4 separate regions of the Mus musculus genome follow, and regions 1, 2 and 3 are each linked to region 4. A link is a contact called in public HiChIP or PLAC-seq and Micro-C data. All regions are on one chromosome and are shown on one strand. The core of a region is the stretch at or near the end of the contact, and the rest is flanking DNA. Distances in the headings are between cores, read along the strand shown. Region 1 holds the start of Pigm (phosphatidylinositol glycan anchor biosynthesis, class M). Region 2 holds the start of Igsf8 (immunoglobulin superfamily, member 8). Region 3 holds the start of Casq1 (calsequestrin 1). Region 4 holds the start of Dusp23 (dual specificity phosphatase 23).

The links. HiChIP or PLAC-seq counts read pairs in DNA pulled down with a chosen protein or histone mark. Hi-C and Micro-C count contacts between places; a contact is called where the count stands out from the background.
Region 1: a contact with region 4 is called in a CTCF HiChIP or PLAC-seq map of embryonic stem cells, with 9 times the contacts expected there. The contact joins the promoter of Pigm here to the promoter of Dusp23 in region 4. A contact is called at or near these places in 14 of 39 promoter capture datasets (the 3T3-L1 cell line, 3T3-L1-derived adipocytes, the C10 cell line and 10 more), 1 of 15 datasets of contacts at CTCF or cohesin (embryonic stem cells), 4 of 484 Hi-C or Micro-C datasets (embryonic stem cells, natural killer cells and uterus), 8 of 115 datasets of contacts at active chromatin or transcription factors (bone marrow-derived macrophages, double positive thymocytes, embryonic stem cells and 3 more) and 3 of 9 other capture datasets (adipose tissue, embryonic stem cells and liver).
Region 2: a contact with region 4 is called in a Micro-C map of embryonic stem cells, with 6 times the contacts expected there. The contact joins the promoter of Igsf8 here to the promoter of Dusp23 in region 4. A contact is called at or near these places in 1 of 39 promoter capture datasets (the 3T3-L1 cell line) and 3 of 484 Hi-C or Micro-C datasets (CD4 T cells, embryonic stem cells and palatal mesenchyme).
Region 3: an HNF4G HiChIP or PLAC-seq map of pancreatic cancer cells shows a contact between it and region 4. The contact joins the promoter of Casq1 here to the promoter of Dusp23 in region 4. A contact is called at or near these places in 1 of 39 promoter capture datasets (pre-B cells) and 1 of 115 datasets of contacts at active chromatin or transcription factors (pancreatic cancer cells).

The regions. Positions count from the first base shown.
Region 1 is chr1:172,375,180-172,377,879 of GRCm38.p6, reverse strand. It overlaps Pigm (phosphatidylinositol glycan anchor biosynthesis, class M), which reads right to left and starts at 1,349. Exons shown (of 1, transcript NM_026234.4): 1 at 1-1,349. The coding sequence starts at 1,181.
Region 2 is chr1:172,311,007-172,313,706 of GRCm38.p6, reverse strand. Igsf8 (immunoglobulin superfamily, member 8) reads right to left here and starts at 1,340. Exons shown (of 7, transcript NM_080419.2): 1 at 1,114-1,340. The coding sequence starts at 1,171.
Region 3 is chr1:172,218,571-172,221,270 of GRCm38.p6, reverse strand. Casq1 (calsequestrin 1) reads left to right here and starts at 1,376. Exons shown (of 11, transcript NM_009813.2): 1 at 1,376-1,859. The coding sequence starts at 1,581.
Region 4 is chr1:172,631,567-172,634,266 of GRCm38.p6, reverse strand. It overlaps Dusp23 (dual specificity phosphatase 23), which reads left to right and starts at 1,293. Exons shown (of 2, transcript NM_026725.2): 1 at 1,293-1,651; 2 at 2,441-2,700. The coding sequence starts at 1,385. The coding sequence ends at 2,626. It overlaps Gm35601 (a long non-coding RNA gene), which reads right to left and starts at 1,287. Exons shown (of 5, transcript XR_001779542.2): 1 at 1,126-1,287.

The sequences.
Region 1 (2,700 bases), core at 100-2,599, 260 kb after region 4:
AAACCGGCTAACCAAATAAACAGGAAGGTGTTCTTTCCTTGAAACTCTAGAACATATGCAGGAGCCAGCCATAAGGCCTGTCCTATGAACCAGAACAGTAAGAGGACTACGGCTCTTTTCCAAGGCATCCTCACCAGTGGCATCACCAGAGGCAGAAGGCAGAGATACCAAAGAAAGTACTGAGAGGTGCAGACTTTGTTAAAAGTCACAAAAATGGACGTATGAAGGAAACAGCAGAAGACAAGGTCTCTGTAGTAGGCGAAAGATGCGGCTGACAGCAAGATGAACTGTGGCAGGAACGCCGCAATCCCCAGAGTAAAACTCCACTTGCTCTCGGCAGTCAAATACAGCATATAGAAGTACGGAGAGAAATTATGGCGGATATCCCTCCTAGTTAGGTGATAAAAGTAGGTGTGCTCCAAAAACTCCCAACCGTACTTATAGTAAAAACCGAAGCTCAGGGCAACAAACGTGAGCCCTGCAACTGCTACGAAAAGCAGCACTGCCCAGCTACACAGCCTCCTCAGGAAGTCGTACAAACGAGCCTGGAAAGAGAACCGGGCTTGCCGGAGACGCTCGTCATCGTCGCGCTCGGGCCGCAGATGGAGCGCTATGGGGAGGATGTAGGTCACCGGGTACATCTTCATGTGCACCGCGAAGCCATAGAACACCGCGGCGCACGCGATGAGCCGTTTCTCTATGAAGTACAGGGTCGAGAGAACCAGGGAGGCGACGATGGAGTCCGCGTTGCCCCGGCTGGACACCGCCATGGGCAAAGGGTTGAGAAGCCAGAAGACGCAGTAGCCACAGGCTTGGCGGCGCCCCAGCCCCTTGAGCAGCAGCAGGCGGTACAGGAGGAAGGCGGTGAGGAGATCGCAGCTGATGAAGAGAAACTTGCCGAAGAGTTCGCTGAGGTAGACGTTGGGGGTGAGGAGCCAGCTCAGGAGCGGGGTGTAGCGGTAGGTCGCCCGCAGGTACGGGGAGCGCCCTTCCGTGACGAAGCGCGCGGCGTCCGTGAACACGTGGTAGTCTATGTCGGTGTACCTCACCAGCAGAGTCCGGTCCTGGAAGACACCGTAGAAAACCAGGGCGACCCGGGCCAGGAAGGCCACGCCGAACACCCCGGCGGGCGGCACCCGAAAGTTCAGGATCCATTCCCCCCAGTGCATGGGGTAGCTCATGGTCCGAGTGCGGGCCACCCGCCCGGCCCGGCCCGGCCCCGGGTCCACACTGCGCCCCTCTCGCTAACCGTCCTCGGGCTGACGCCTCTCAGCCGCCGGGAGCATCTCCTCTGCTACAGCACCGACAGGAAGAACCGAGGAATGATCACTTCCGGCACCCCAAGTCCCGCCCCCACGGTACTTCCGGCCTCCAGCCCCGCGCGGGCTCTCAGCTGTCTCCGCGGAACGATTGCCTTCCTCGGGATTGGCTGTCTAGCGTCCGCAGCTTCCTCCGGCGAAGGCGGGATTTCCGGTCCCTTATTGGCGACGCTTCCGCTGTCCGGAAATCCCGGAGTGGCTGAGATGTCGTGGACCTGGGACCTGGGTGAACTTTGTTTTTAGTAACCAGAGCTTCCGCGTTCCCAGCTCAGATCTACGGAGGAGGACGCTGAACACAGTGAGCTGCTACCTGCTGCTACTTACATCCCGCCCAACTGGCTTGGAGGACTGAGAGTGGGAAATACAGATGGAAAGAATAAGCCTAAAATAAAATAGTCTTTTTACCCTGATAAGAAGGTTCCTCCTACCGAAATACGTCTAGATTGTCTCCCCTGGAGTACTGTCAACTCCGTTCTTTTCAAGAACTCTTCAACTAGGTCAAAATCGGCCGTCAACCCACTCCGTTCACCCTACCACTATTAGTTTCTTGCCAAAGACTCCAACTCTTTCATTCTTTTCCTGATTTCTTACTGCACTTATAATTGACTTTTTAAAACTTCATACTCTTTTTTTTTTTTTTTTCTGGTTTTTCGAGACAGGATTTCTCTGTATAGTCCTGGCTGTCTTGGAACTCACTCTGTAGACCAGGCTGGCCTCGAACTCAGAAATTCGCCTGCCTCTGCCTCCCAAGTGGTGGGATTAAAGGCGTGCGCCACCACGCCGGGCCAAGAACTTCATACTTTATTTTACAATGTTTTCAGTTTCAAGTAAATTGTTCGTGAGAGTAGAAAGTATTTCTTTATTTCTTTGTACTTTCTTGTAATGTATTACAGTCTCAGACGCATGGTAACTGACGCAGACTGCCTTGATCTTACAAACTGAGCCTGCCCCTAGGGAATGTCTTCTAGATTACCATAGAAGTGGCTCCATTCGGCCTAGACATCTCTCATCCTACACTTCACATTTATCCTTTGAGTGAGCCGTATTAACCTCTAGTCATAGTCTGGTATGTCTGTGCTTTGATGTAATTACATGGTGTAGATTAATAACTACCTCTATTGGTTTTTTACTATGCATTGCCCATAATATACTGTGATAACACATTACCATTCAAATAACCTTATAACTAAATTGTAGGGTTCTTGAGAGTAGAAAGTATGTATTTCTTTGTACTTCCTTGCATTACAGTTGCAGGCACATGGTAACTGACACAGACTGTCTGGCTTGATCTTAGAAGTCGAGCCTGTCAAGAGTTATTTGAATGATACTGTGTTATCACAGTATACGTGGCCTAAATTATCATAATTGTTATTTGTTAAGG
Region 2 (2,700 bases), core at 91-2,590, 320 kb after region 4:
CAACTCCCTACATCACTCTGCCTCCCGCCTTGTTCCCAAAGGAGTTTTCATCCTGGCCCCAAGAAGCCCAAGGAACCATTCTGTACAACACTGCGCAGTTCTGGTATAAACCAGAGAAGGAGGTTGGGGTGCCCCACTATAGTATCTTCTCCATATGCATAACACACACACACACACACACACACACACACACACACACACACGTTCCTTTCAAGGGCTTCAGTCTCCTGGCAACTGCTCCATGCCATATCTTTCCCAGAACACCTCCTACAGGGAGCCCTCCAAGTCAGACCCCAAACATGGTAATGTTAGCAACCTCCACAGGCCTCAACACACACACACTCACACTCACACACACACACCAGACATGACGCAAGGTTGGCCCAGAAAACACACCATCATAAACACCCACCAGGACAGACACTGGGTGCTTAGAGATCCCAGGTTCAGTTTCCATGGAGCCTGGTTTCTCCTGAGGCAGGGATGTTGGGACCAACTGAGTCTGACAACCAGGCAAATATCTGGGAGCGTGGAAGAAGGGCAAAGAGGGAACTGGCCCAGGGTGGAGACACGTGAGGGAAGAAGCCTCAGATGGTGACATGTTATATTGGGAGGTGGGGGTGTTGGGGAGACTTTTTTCAGAGATCGTGGTCAGAATCAGCCCCTGGGCCTCCAGCCAACTCTAGGCAATTATGAAGACCGCCAGGCACTGCCCACGCAGAGCAAACACCCAAAACCAGGCCTTGAGCCGAGAGTGGGGCAGAAGGTTGTCACGGTATTTGGTAGCAACGACCCCAGACGCTGGGTGTAACCGATGAGAAGTGGTGCCTGCCTCCGGAGGCCCGATGGTGTCTCAGGGGATACCTCAGTAGGTCGCCCATATGCCCCAGCTAGGAACCTAGAGCGAGGACACCACCACCCTCCCCATAACTGATTGGGCAGACAGGCGCAAAAGGAAGCGAGACGCCGAGCCCAGAGACAGTGGAGGCACGTCTGTTGGAGAAGTAGGGATGCAACCAGCTCTGAAATGCTAGGAAGGTGGGCTGGTGGGCTGCACGGTGTTAGGCACCTACCCGGCCGGGACAGGGACGCGGCGACCACCACCTGGCTTACCAAGTATTAGCAGCAGCAGCAGGAGCGAACTCAGCGGCGTGGGGCTAGGGACGCCCATTCTGCGTAGGCGGCTCTGAGGAGACTCCTGGGGGCGGCGTGGGCTCTGGGGGGCCAGGGCCGCGGGGGGCGCATGCCCAGGTGGGGGGCAGAAAGCGGAGCAGTGAAGCGTGGGTGCGCAGAGCCCAGCCGAGCGGGAGCCGCCAACTCCCCGCCCTCCACCCTTCTTCCCCTCCTCCCGCCGCTCTTCCCGCCCTCCGCAGCTCGGGAGACCAGTCCCAGCCGCGCCCCGCTGCCCGGCCCCGCCCCCGCCTCGCCCCGCCCCAGGCCGTCGCCTGGGCCAGACTTCGACCCTGATGGTGGCTCCGCCTCTGGCCTCAGGCTGGGCGAACTGGCGGCACCTGGGCTCCTCTACCCCCATTTCCTCGCTCAGAGGGCACCCCGCCCTGCACCTGCCAGCCTTCCAGGGAGAATGGGGTGCTTGCAGGGCCTCTGGGGATGCATGATGGGGTGACTGTGGTTACGCACTCAGAATCCAATTGGGTGATGTGGGCCACTGAGTCTTGGCAGCAAACCCTGCTGATTTATGTAGGCATGGCCTGACCCACGGTTTCCTGGACGTGAAGCGGACCCAAAGGGGCTTCAGAGTCCTGGAAGATCGCTGGAAATCTGTTCTAATACCCGGTCAGAATGCAAAGCGAAAGGGAAGTGGGTTAGCGGTCCAGACTTCCTAGCTGGAAGATCCTTGTTCAGCTCAATGCTTTCAAGCTCACTTCCCCCCCCCCCCCCGCCACGTACGGAACAGAGATTGTAAACACTCGAGGAGTTACGGCGATTATTAGCTGAGATCATGCACATACGTTTCATGCACACGGTAACTATGGGGGTGTTTTGTTTTTGCGTTAAACTGCTTTCTACCAATTGGAGTCTCCAACGAGAGGACGTAACACACCTCTTTGCTGGGGAAGGTGGAGCTAGCCTGGAGGTAGGAAAAAGGAAGAGAAACCTCTTCCCAAAGCCATGTCTCCAACTGTGAAAAAGGCGGAGAGTAGGGTGGGGCCAGGATGGGAAGAAGGGGCGGCTCAGCCTGCAAAACCAGGGCGCGGAAGTGCCCATTAGGGGGAAGTGGCCTAGAACACGTCTAGATCTTCACCTCCATTCCCTACTTGTCCCCTTCACCCCTGCTCCCTCGCTTACTGCTTCCTATTGAGAAAACTGAGGCACAGACAGGAAAAGAGATCCGGGCCAGCGGTGACTTCCTCTTCTCAGAAGTCGTATTCGTGGGGCTGCCAGTGGAAGCCACATTCAGCAACCACAGAGAAACACTGATAGGGAATCTATAGGGAAGTCAGAACTCCAACCCTGGTCGCCCAAGACTGCCTAGCAAGAGGCTAAGGGACCTGCTCCTTGTCACCTGGATATATCCCAAGCCTGGTTTCTTCACACTGTTTCTCTAGAAGCCATGTTGAGCCATGTGAAAACTGCAAGCTACCGGGAGACTTTGGGAGAAAGCATTCTCCCTTTAGCTGGAGGTTGAGTGGATTGAATGACTTTCTGGTACCGGTTTGAAAGTCGGTCATCATCATCATC
Region 3 (2,700 bases), core at 127-2,626, 410 kb after region 4:
CTAAATTAGCTATATAAGGTCTGCCCCATGGGAATGCAAGATGCTATTCTGCTAGCATAACTTTATACTTCTTCCTAGATGCGAATTAAACGCCATCCTTCTAGAATGAGAAGTACGTTGCACTGTGGACATGGAAGTCTGACTTTATTGTGATCTCCCCCTTGAGCCCTCTTGAGCCTCAGTTTACCTAAATATAGTATGAGCCCTAGAAGGCCATGCAGGAGTCCTTGCTAAGTACTCAAAGCTTAATTCAACTCTTCACCTCTAAGCTAGGACCCTAAAAATGACAGCCTTCGTACCTCCAGCTCAGCTGTGTGCCTCAGATGCACAGAATTAATCCACAGCGTCCGATAAGGGCACAGGGTCCACCTCTTCCTGTTTACCTCGAGTTAACTTTTTCCCATACTTATACCGGATCATCTGTCCTTGTCAAAGACATAGGAATGAATAGTAGCTATTAGCTCTCTATAGACCTGTGCAGTCTGAGGAATCCTCCCAGCCCCTTATGCCCTAGAATCAGAGTCCCACGGGATCAGGCCAGAGCCCTCAGAGGAGGAAGCGCCACGAAGCAGTGGGCAGTACAGGCAGAGAAAGCCCAAGTCGCCATCACTACAGGATGGAACTCGGGCCAGCCCTGTCCTTCCCCCTGCATTCCTGAGTTGGGACTGTTGAGTGAAGCAAAGGAAACTGACTGGAGCTAAGCCAGGATTCTGGTCTTGGACTCCGCTCCATCTTTTATTCAGAGAATGATCTCATCCTTGGTCCACGGTCTTTAAAGGGAACTGCACGGGGGTTTCTTTCCTGGAGCCTGGAATGCGCTTTTATTGCTCATGTCTCGTCCATAAGATCAAAGAAATAGGCTTTACCTATAGAAGACTGCTGGATTTTAGGAGTTAGAAATACCACATTCTCTCCTGTATTATCAGTTTAGCCTCTGGCCCAGAAGGTGTCGTCCTTGCTACCTGTACTTCTTTCTGATAGGCCTTGTCCTACTCTGGGATCCCTGGATACCCTACATCCCCCCTCCTCCAGCCCCAGCCTCACTTACCCCTAACTCATCTGGTCTTATTTTTAGATCCGGCATCTCTCTCTCTCCCTTTCTTAATATGGCGATGAGCTCTTAGGCCTGCATGGGGCCAGGGGCTAAGGAGTCCTGGACACTGGGGGAGGGGGAAGGAACCAGCTGCTGGGAGGGAGCCTAGGGAAGAGGTATAGGAGGTGAGAGGATTCAGGCTCTCATGGAGCTGTCCTGGCCTCAGAAGGTTATCCATCCCTCCTGCCAACCACAGAGACATATTTAGACAGGACCAGGTGGGGACGGAGGGGGTGCCAGTTTCAAGGGGCAGCTCCGGTTCCCTCCCCGCCCCTGCTCCTATTCCTCCTCCTGACCCTTTTTCTCTTGGCTCTGTCGGCAGTTTCTCCAGGACCCAGCAGTGTCCTCTGTCCACTGCTCTGGCCCACTCTCTACCCCACCCCCACCTGGAGCCCCTAACTCAGGATTCTGTATCCGAGGGGCACCTCTCCCTATTTCAGCTAACCTCCTCTGGACCAGGAGAGCAGGCCCAGATTGTACTACCTCCATGAGAGCTACCGACAGGATGGGGGCCAGAGCAGTGTCCGAGCTGCGGCTGGCACTGCTGTTTGTACTGGTGCTAGGGACGCCCAGGTTAGGGGTCCAGGGGGAAGATGGGTTGGACTTCCCTGAGTACGACGGTGTGGACCGTGTGATCAATGTGAACGCCAAGAACTACAAGAACGTGTTTAAGAAGTATGAGGTGCTGGCCCTCCTCTACCATGAGCCCCCCGAGGACGACAAGGCCTCGCAGAGACAATTTGAGATGGAGGAGCTAATCCTGGAGGTGAGTGGAGAATAGCAGGCCTGGAGAGCATGCTCAGTCCCCTCGGTGAGCCCTGAGTCTGAGGGTGGGGGCTAGCTTAAGAGCAGCATGGCTGCTGGGCCTCTGTCTCCACCAAGTACATGACTGGAATGTGGCCTTGGCAAAAAGAAAAAGACTCAGGGACCAAGGTCCTACCCTTCTGTTGGTAAGTTGTGCTGCAGGAGGCAGGGGCACTAGGTTTGGCTGGGGGGGGGGAGAAGCTGGGTGGGGGGAGCTTGCACAGTACCCTGCACTGTGCTTCATACTACTCTTGTGGCCAAAAGATCCCCCTCTCTTTACACACGTAGGGCCGTGCTCCAAGACGCAAACAGCAGAACCGTGAACACGATTGTTCTTTTATTTGCCTTCAACTGACTTAGTGACTGTACAGTTAAATGACTTCTAGAGGCTTCCCACAGACCTCCCCAGGCCAACCCGCCGCGTTTTGTCCCCTAGGGGAAGTCCTTACTAGAAAACTCTCACGAAGGCTTCAGCATGCCTTCCCCATCATTTCAGCCAGAGAATCTACTTTAGGTCCAAGGCAGAGACGGTTAATACAAAAAAGAAATGAGGGGAGGCAGCCTTCCGATTGGATTACGTGGCCACACGCATCCCTAATGGAGCTAGGATACGTTTGCCTTTGTCTGCACTTCCCCGGCTTGGTGATACAGAGAGGCTCCACCTTGTCCGAGCTTGGAATGTTTCAGTGTAAGACACCCGGCCCCCTGGCTTGCATTTCCGTGTGCCCCATCGGGCTCTGCAAACTGCTATCTGATTAATGAGCCAAGTATTTTTATCCTCCATGTTCAGTGGCCTCTGCCAT
Region 4 (2,700 bases), core at 44-2,543:
TGTCCCTAGGCCCCCGGTTAAGAAAATACCCAGGGTTTTAAACACAAAATGTTTGGAAGAATGTGAAGATGGCTGTGTAACACTGTCATTTCCTGGATGACTGTAGGAAAGTGTGCCATTAAAAGATTCTGGAGAGGGGGACAGAACAATGGCTCAGCAGTTAAGAGCACTGGCTGCTCTTCCAGAGGTTCCATCCCCAGCACCTACACGGCAGCTCACAGCTGTCTGTAACTCCAGCTCCGGGAGTCCTGACACCTTCACACAGATACACATGCAAGCAAAACACCAATGTACATAAAATAAAAATAATAATAATTTTTAAAACAAGATTTCGGAGCTGGAGAGATGGCTCAGCAGTTAAGAGTACTGACTGCTCTTCCGGAGGTCCTGAGTTCAAATTTGAGCAACTACAAGTTGGCTCACAACCAGCTGTAATGGGATCCGATGCCCTCTTCTGGTGTGTCTAAAGACAGCTACAGGGCACTCATATACATAAGATAAACATTTTTTTAAAAGAGAGAGAGATTCTGGAGAATGGTATCTTCCTTAGCTTCCTCGGTGCCTCAGTTTTCTCATCTCTAAAATGGGGTTACTGTGATCACCTACCTTATGGCGATTAATTAACATATATAAAAAGTATTTGCACAAGTACCTAACACAAAGCAAAAGCTTAAATGTTGTTAACCCTTATGTTGTTGATAGTGGTTACTATATTACCCTGAGTACCATTTCCAGTGCCACATATTTCCCCACCCCCCATCCTTTAACTACTGTCGGCAGTAGAAAAATAAAACTTTCTATTGTCTGGGACATAGTAGTTCCCTCTTACTTCAAGAACTCAAGAAGACAGCAACCATGACTGCTTGGTCATTGAAGAGATTACCTACTCACACCCGCGCCCAGGCAGAAGTAGATTTTTCTATCACTATTTAAACCCCTTGTATAAAAACTATGAAGAGACCAGGCCGTTAGGCGGCTGGCCCACGATGCAGTAGCTCCAACGCACCACCAGGGAGCAGCAGAGCCCAGCCCTGGGCTGTTTTCTCTACAGGAGCAATTAATTGGTTCCAGGCTTCCTTAGTGCCTTCACTCCCCGCTGCAATAATCACGCTTGTTGTTGATTACCCAGCCTATCAACGAGTGCCCTGCTCGCGTCCGTTGGGCTGTAGGGTTTCTCTGCCTGCCTTGGAGCCGTCTTAGCCCCGCCCCCGCTGTTCAGCCAACCCTGGGTGGGGAGGAGCGTCACGGGGGAGGGTCCAAGAGACTACGTGGCCCGCTAGGGCAAGTGCTGAGCGGGGACGGAATCCAGCCCCAGAGGGGGGGTGACCCAATCTCCCGGCAGAGTAGGAAAGGCCAGCCTCGCCCTGAGTAAACTCCCCCCACGATGGGCGTGCAACCCCCCAACTTCTCCTGGGTGCTTCCGGGACGGCTGGCCGGACTGGCGTTGCCCCGGCTGCCCGCGCACTACCAGTTCCTGCTGGACCAGGGTGTGCGGCACCTGGTGTCCCTGACGGAGCGCGGACCCCCTCACAGTGACAGCTGTCCCGGCCTCACGCTGCACCGAATGCGCATCCCTGACTTTTGCCCGCCGTCCCCGGAACAGATCGACCAATTTGTGAAGATCGTGGACGAGGCCAATGCCCGGGGAGAGGTCAGCACGCTCGTGAGCCAGAGCGAGAGGGCGGGGCCTGGAAGGAAATGAGTGGGCGGGGCCGGAGCTGGAGTCCGAAAAGAGTGGGAGAGCCTGGGGTTGGGGGCGGGGGTGACAGGGCTAAGTGGGGTGGGAGCTAGATGGACCCACTCCCTGACTAAAGTCAACTATGCTGCTAGGAGAGGTGGTGCCAAGTAGGCTGGAGAGAGAGTACTGTCAAGTGAAATCCTTCCAGGAGTCCAGGGAGCGCCTATGTCAGACGGAATCAGTTCAAAGCCCTTTTACTAGAGGTCCAAATGTCATAGAGACACACTTGTAATTTTAAATTTTACTAGCAGCTACGTTTTAAAAAAAAAACAAAAACAAAAAACGAAAAAGATGAAAAAGAAGCAGGTGAAGTTAATTTTGTACTAATCCAATAAGTCAAAAATATTATTTCAACATAGAATCAATATGAAACAAATTATTAATGAGGCATGTCCAGTCTTTTTCATGCCGCATCTTCAGGGCCTGGTAAGTATTTTGCACCTCAGCTCAGTTTGGACTGACACATTTCAGGAAAAATAGCACCACAAGTGGCTGGATGTACTATACAAGACAGCACAGGATAGAGGCCAGGCGATGTAGGCTGAGAGCCCAAGTTGGAACCAGCCATTCCAGAGGCCTCCTAGTCACCTGTCCTCCCACAGCTTTGATGTCACTTCTTGGAGAGCCTGTGATGTGTGGGGTGAGGACAGGGGAGTATTGGGGAGGGCATTGGACTCTACTCCATCAGTCTCCACTTCACAGGCTGTTGGAGTGCACTGTGCCCTAGGCTTTGGCCGCACTGGCACCATGCTAGCCTGCTACTTGGTGAAGGAGCGGGCTTTGGCCGCAGGAGATGCCATTGCTGAGATCCGGCGCCTGCGACCAGGATCCATTGAGACGTATGAACAGGAGAAGGCCGTCTTCCAGTTCTACCAGCGAACAAAATGAGGACTTCAACAGCCCGCCTTTCCCCCTCCCCAACTCCTGCGGCCAGGGAGGAAGGGGAGTGAACTAAAGTACTG